Regions from separate parts of the Ovis aries genome. Here region 2 is linked to region 1. A link is a contact called in public Hi-C data. All regions are on one chromosome and are shown on one strand. The core of a region is the stretch at or near the end of the contact, and the rest is flanking DNA. Distances in the headings are between cores, read along the strand shown.

Region 1 (3,431 bases), core at 263-2,762:
ACGATTTAGTCCCAAGAGAAAAAAAAAATAATGAAGGCGTTAACCAGCTGTTTCTTCCTTGCTATCAATGGCATGCAGTACATGAATGGCAGCATGAGATACTTTAGGTTAGATGTAAGAAAGAACTTCCCAACAATGCATCTCCTTCAACACTAAAGGTCATTTATTCTTAAGTCCTAAAACACTGGTAGAGCCCCAAGCACATGTTGGACCATGTACTGGGTCCTGGAGAAGTTCACACGCCAATGTTGTTGTTGTTGTTTTTGTTGTTGTTGTTCAGGGACATTAAATAGATTATTACAAGACAGTGAGGTGCGTTCTATAATACAAGGAATTTGGAATGCTTTGAATTTTAAGAAAGCCAGAGGGGGCCTATAGCAGAATATTATATGTCACTTCCAGTGGGGTCTGAGACAGCATCCAGCAATCAAGTACATTGATATTTCGGGAGCAAAAACACATGAATATTCACACAGAGTGCGATAGAAAAATACTATAAATAGCCTCATACCAGCGCAGGTTTGGCTGCCAAATGAATTTACCTTAAACTTATAAAAGGCCCTCAGTTTTCAGAGCTCTAGGATTTGGGAAGGATAGATATGGGAATGTGTATCTGTGTGCACCGAGTCGGGTCTAGCAGCAGGACTTGGGAAAGACGGGACTTTTGACTGCAAGCAGAGAATGTGTGTCTAATGTGCTCTGTGGCCTCAGGACTGTGGACATGTTTTTGAGGAACTTGACTCTGTGTGTGTGTGTGTGTGTGTGTGTGTGTGTGTGTGTGTGTATGAAGCAGTGGGAAAACTTCATTATCCCTCAGGTCAAGCCCACATTCAGGGCCTATATATAAAGTAGCCCCTGGTAAGGCATCCCAAATGGTCAGCCAATGGTTTTTGTTATGGTTATGATGATTTCAAATATTTGGCCCCTTGGTCCCTATGGGCAGGGCCACCAAATTTCAGAATCAGCATCCTCCAGTGGGGTCCACAGGGTGTGGTAGAACCACTGAAGGGGGTTGAGGGGACATCTTTGACCTTCCTTTTTAAGCTGTGTTCATACCTGCTGTGGTAGATGGCGATGCATGTCAAGAGACAAAGTGAAAAGCCTACAGGGAGGGGCACTGGAGTGCCTTCATCTGTGGGCTGAGGAACACCTAGTTACCCTCTCCCAGCCAAGCACCCTCACTTAGGGGGTAACCTCCCTTGAGGGGGAACACCCACTGAACCCTGCCATACCCTCAGAAGTTGTTTCCTTTCCAAAGGAAAGGGGGCAGTCCTTCTGCTAAGTCTCCTCTTAGCAGTCAGAAAAAGGAGACCCCCACCCCTCAGGGGCCATTTTCTACTGTGACCCACCTATCCACAGGTGTCACCTACACGTAGAGATGAAAGACACCAAGACTCTCTTTCTGTCTTTAGATACCCCCCAAAGTATGACCTCCTCCCTGGTCCTCCTCTCTGCCCTCCGGGAATCCAGGCTCACATCTTTTCAGGATGAGCTCAGCCTCCAGCCACTCCCTCTGAGGCCTGGCTTCCCAACCTTGGTGATTCCAAAGTTCACAGCTGTTGCAATACACAGGGCCCACCCTAGGCAAAACTGTGCCGGAGACACAGCCTCCTATCAGCTGATTTCCCACACCCCCACGCCCTACCCCTGCCTGCCTGGCTTTCCTCTTCCCTGGGGAGTCAGCTCCCTCTAACCTTTTCCTCCCCTCCCCCTGACAGGAAAGGCTCTGATCAAGGAATCTGCACTCACACATATACACAAAACAACCCTGCCTGGCCCAGCCATCCCCCGCCCCCGAGACCACCCAGGGCAGTTGGACTCAAAGGGATCGTCCACCGATGGTAGAGATAGTGGCATTACTCACAGGCCAGAAGGAAGTCTCTGGGTTGGAGGGGGGAGGCCTTCTCAACACCCATCAGATAACGATGTGGGGCCATCAAGTCAGCCTTCACCATTTGAATGTAAGATGGACTGTGGTGACACTCCTCGCAGGAATGGACTCTGCTTTCTGAATTCAAATCAGCTCATGCACTCAAGACAGCAGGAGAGAATATCCAGAAACGGGATCAGCCCCAGGAACTATGACGGCTAGTTGTTCCAAAGGTTGAGGGTGTCAGAGGGAGCCACTGGGAAAGAAAGGGAAGAGTTTCCAAAAGGATACCTGTTGGTGAGGCAAAGAAAGAAGCAACGGGGGAAGGGAAACCTAGATGGCAGGGGCGGGGGTGGGGGAGCCAGTAGAAACAGATTTCAGGAAAGATTTCACATTTTTCAAGCGATTATTCTGTACTACAGGCTTCCCTGGTGGCTCAGTGGTAAAGAACTGCCTACAGTGACGTAGATGCAGGTTCGATCCCTGGATCAGGAAGATCCCCTGGAGGAGGGCATGGCAACCCACTCCAGTATTCTTGCCTGGAAAATCCCATGGACAGAGGAGCCTGGTGGGCTATGGTCCATAAGGTCGCCCATAGGGTCACAGAGTCAGACACAACTGAGCGACTAAACAAGAACAACATTTTGCACTAGACACAGTGGCTGTGTTGTCTCATGTCATCCTCACAACCTCCCCAGGAGATGAGAAGTATTATGAGATCCATGTGACAAAAGAGGAATGGGAGGCTCGATGAGGTTAAGTAATTTGTGACAAATGACACAATTCATCCTGGAACAGTGAAGCCAGATTAAAACACTTGTTGGTGTGACTCCAGAGCTCTCAGCCCTCCGAGGTAGGCACCAAGCACCTTGAAAATGTAGGAGGGGCCCCCATGTATCTGTTGAAAGAGATGCCCAGAGCAACCTGTACCCCCGCTCCCCATAACCAGAGCCCTCCCCCCCCCCGACAGCTTACACAGGGGCCGTTTGCTCCTGGGTTAAAGATTGCATTAACATGTAAACATGTGCTCTGGAAAAGTTTAGCACAGCCCAGAAGTCAAAGTCTCAGAGGAGTTGCAAAGGACAAAGCTCCCAATGGGATGGGCTACCTGGTAGGCCCCATAGTAGTGGCTACAGGGGTGGGTGACACTGTGACACAGAGTCCCTGAGACACCTTACAAGCCTGAAGACATCAAAGACAAGCTTGACTTATGTCACTGTATTACCCAGAAGAGACCCCACCCTCCATACACAAAAAGGAGAGCAGGCACTGGAGACCAACAGCCTAGGTTCAAATCATGGCTTTGCAACTTCCCAGCAACATGACCCTGGGCAAGTCACTACTCTGAATTTACATTTCCTCATAGTGAAGGACAGCAAAGTGTGGCATGCTGTAGTCCATTGGGTCGCAAAGAGTGGGACATGACTTAGCAACTAAACAACAACAACATTTGTAAAATACAGATGGACATTAAAAACATCTCTTTCAGACGTGAGATGGTGCATGCGAAATATTCAGCACAATGCCTGGTACTTAGTAGAAACTCATTAAGTATCAAATC
Region 2 (3,431 bases), core at 511-3,010, 93 kb after region 1:
TCCCAGGGATGGGGGAGCCTGGTGGGCTGTCGTCTATGGGGTCGCACAGAGTCGGACACGACTGAAGTGACTTAGCAGCAGCAGCAGGGGTAAGATGAGGCATGGTATTTGGCACCCCAAAAGTGCTCAATAAATAGTAGTTATTCATCTGATTAGGTGCACAAATCTGACTCAATTCATAAACTTTTAGAGTGGGGAAGCATACTTCCTGGATTTCAACACAAGTCCCCTGGTAGCTCAGTGGTAAAGAATCCGCCTGCCAATGCAGGAGACACAAGAGACATGGGTTTGATCCCTGAGTCGGGAAAATCCCCTGGAGAAGGGAATGGCAACCCATTCCAGTATTCTTGCCTGGGAAATCCCAAGGACAGAGGAGCCTGGTGGACTACAGTTCACGGGGTTGCAGAAGAGTTGGACATCACTTAGTGACTAAATAACAACAGTGTCATAAACATACTAGGCAGAGAGGCTCAAAATTTGTTGACTTATTTTTCCCCTGGAGTGAAATGAACAGCCCTCACCTATCTGCAAGATATCACATATTTAGCTCAAAGGTGACAAAATCGATCAATCCTCTGATGCCTCCAAATATGTAGATACATCGCTTTGTCTAGATGTTTTGGCAAGGCATAGACACAACACAATAAGCTTAGACTTTCTGTTTCTATGAGGTTTCATTTCTATGAATATTTTACATTTGATTATTGTCTTGGGCGCCCAGAATGGGAGTGACTCAATCAAACGCCTCCTCATCCATCCAAGCATTCTTTGAGAAAATTTTAAAAGAATACTAGCAACTAATTATATACCTGAACAAAATCTTTCAACTTGTGACCAAGTATACTACCCGCCCTGTTTATCTGTAAGATCTGTGCTAACTACAGATATATTTCTAACTGCTTTGTTCCCAAGCCAATCCCCTCTCCCAATAACCCACCGGTGCAAGTTCCAGACCACAGTGAACATCTGTGAATCAGTGAGGTGTTGGTTAGGATTTTATTTTTTGCTTTTAAAGGTCTTTATGGGGCTAGGAAGGAAAGTTGAGGAACACGCATGGGGATATATAGAGTCGATTGGGCTGGAATGTCTGTCAATAAGGACAGAGTGTGTCTCTTTTACCGTATTCTTGGAAAAAAGATTATGTGCGTGTTCAGATGGAGTCACTGCAGTATGGCCCGTTCCCTGACTGATTCATAAGGGGCGATCTCAGGTGTGGAGTTCCAAGCACCTGCTTGATCACACTCCGGCAGTTCAGAACCTAGCGTATTTGAGGCCGGTGGCTCAGGTTCCACTTAATTTGGCTCAGGTGTCACTAACACTATGTGCGGTGCCCGTCACTGAGTCGTACTTTGGGACTTGGATACTTACTTCAGACTTTCTTGTTTCTCCCCGCTTCCTTCCCATTAGTTTCCCTTTCGCTCCTCCGTCTCCGGGGTGCCCACTTCCTCCCTTTGCTCCCATTCTCCGCTTTCTTCTCTTTCCTTCCTACTGGGCTTCCCGTCTCTCATCCTCGGAGGGCCGCGAGGCTCGAGGCTCAGGCTCGGCTCCGAGGAGGAGGAGGCGCGAGGCCGGCGGGACAGGCGCGAGGTGCCGAGCCGCGAAAGCGCGGGGCGCGCGCCGGGGCGGGGGCGCGCGCGGGCTGGCCGCGTGGCCGGGCGGCCGGACCAGGGAGCGGCGCGCGCGCGCGTGGCCCGCGAGCCCCTGGCGCGCCCCCGGCGGCCGGGGCCGCAGCGTGCTCGCCCCCGCCGCCAGCTCGCCTCACTTATGGGTCGGAAGCGCTGCGTGGGGGAGACTGTTCCAAGATGGCGGCGGGTTGCTGCGGGGTGAAGAAGCAGAAACTGTCCAGTTCGCCCCCCTCTGGCTCGGGTGGCGGTGGTGGCGCCTCCTCCTCCTCCCACTGCAGCGGAGAGAGCCAGTGCCGAGCCGGGGAGCTGGGACTAGGAGGCGCCGGTACGCGGCTCAACGGGCTAGGAGGTCTAGCCGGAGGAGGTAGCGGCAGCGGCTGTACCCTCTCTCCCCCCCAGGGCTGCGGCGGCGGCGGCGGGGGGATCTCCCTGTCGCCCCCTCCGAGCTGCGGAGTGGGGACCCTACTTTCTACCCCGGCCGCCGCCACCTCTCCCTCGCCCTCCTTGTCGTCCGCCGCCTCGTCCTCATCGCCCGGCTCCCGGAAGATGGTGGTGTCAGCGGAGATGTGCTGCTTTTGCTTCGATGTGCTCTACTGTCACCTGTACGGATACCAGCAGCCCCGGACCCCCCGGTTCACCAACGAGCCCTAGTGAGTACCGTGCCCTCCGCCGCCCTCTCCCTTGCGCTCGGGATGGGGCTCAGAGTTGAGGCAAAGTACGAGTCCGCCTCCCCGCCGGCCGCTGCCCCTGCCCCTCTGGCTGCCCCGGGTCCCTGGAGCCACTCTCCCTGAGTACGGGCACCCCGCACTTTCTGCCCTCTGAGACAAGCGCCCCACACTTGGAGAGGGGTGCTGCTGCGAGAGATGGCTCGCTGACTCCCAGAGGTGTTCGCTTTCTCTTTGAGGTAACTTCGAGGAGTTTTGACCCTCTCCTTCGCCACCCCGGCTCCCCATCTCTGGGTTTGGGAGCTCTGGATCCCTCACGGTGTTGACCTCTCCTGGATTGGGTTTCCTTGACCCCCAGTGAAAGTCCCGCCGGTGTTCCCGCCCCGCGTACCATGCACATGGAGCGTTACTATCCCATTGCAGCGTAAAAAATAGCAACTATCCAACTTCTGCTCTGCCAGTGATGGAACTTAGCTCCGGAGCCTATGAGCTTACCCATCTTTTTCCTTTGGGTTTCCTTGTGTCCTGGGGAGGGAAGACACATGTTCCCTTAGTACCTATTTTTATCCGAACTTACCCATTAAAATGTGTTTCTAGTGAAGCGCACCGCTGGCTCTCTCACATTTAAAGAGTGAGTTTTTTTTTTTTTTTAATTCCACCGTCTGGGTAATGGCTCATTCAAAGAGAGCTGTCCCCATAGAGCCACTGTCAGTTTGTACATTACGCGTGCACTCGCTTTTGTGTCTATTTCACTTTTAAGAAACCCATGTTAGGCTTGACGATTCGGGAACTAGTTAAACAGTAAGTGTGTAGGAATTTTTATGGTTTCCTCCGGTTTTGTACTTTTATTTTACCCTTCAAGTGTGTGGTTGAAATTGTTTAAAATAAAACTGTTACAGCTAAAAGCCAGGTTAATTCTAATCCCTGTCCATTTGGATGTGTGGGAGATGGGGCATGTGTTGTTTTTCTAATGTGTACACTTGAGTGTAAACTGACTTTTTGAGTTAAATGCTCAAGACGGAATGTAAAGCCTAAGGAAGGGCAGAATGACAAAGAGGGTGATTGTTTTTCTTATGAGTACTTAGCATCAATGGGTAAAATAATAGAGAAAAATTTCAGTGAAACTTACACTGAAAAGCAT

Evidence for each region. A called contact is a pair of places that touch in the nucleus more often than the background predicts.
Region 2: a contact with region 1 is called in a Hi-C map of tail adipose tissue, with 4 times the contacts expected there. The contact joins the promoter of AMMECR1 here to the enhancer-like site in region 1. A contact is called at or near these places in 3 of 16 Hi-C or Micro-C datasets (skin fibroblasts and tail adipose tissue).

Annotation. Positions count from the first base shown.
Region 1 is chrX:124,865,294-124,868,724 of ARS-UI_Ramb_v3.0, forward strand. The region is part of intron 1 of RTL9 (retrotransposon Gag like 9); the gene reads right to left. Among named protein-coding and RNA genes, the nearest start is that of AMMECR1, 93 kb to the right of the region's middle. Within about 2 kb of position 1,513, at least 5 of the 54 cell types and tissues checked have an H3K27ac peak or open chromatin away from gene starts, as enhancers often do. A contact at or near this core is called in tail adipose tissue, where this site is marked.
Region 2 is chrX:124,958,169-124,961,599 of ARS-UI_Ramb_v3.0, forward strand. AMMECR1 (AMMECR nuclear protein 1) reads left to right here and starts at 1,761. Exons shown (of 5, transcript XM_042242389.2): 1 at 1,761-2,275. The coding sequence starts at 1,803. The region is part of intron 1 of RTL9 (retrotransposon Gag like 9); the gene reads right to left.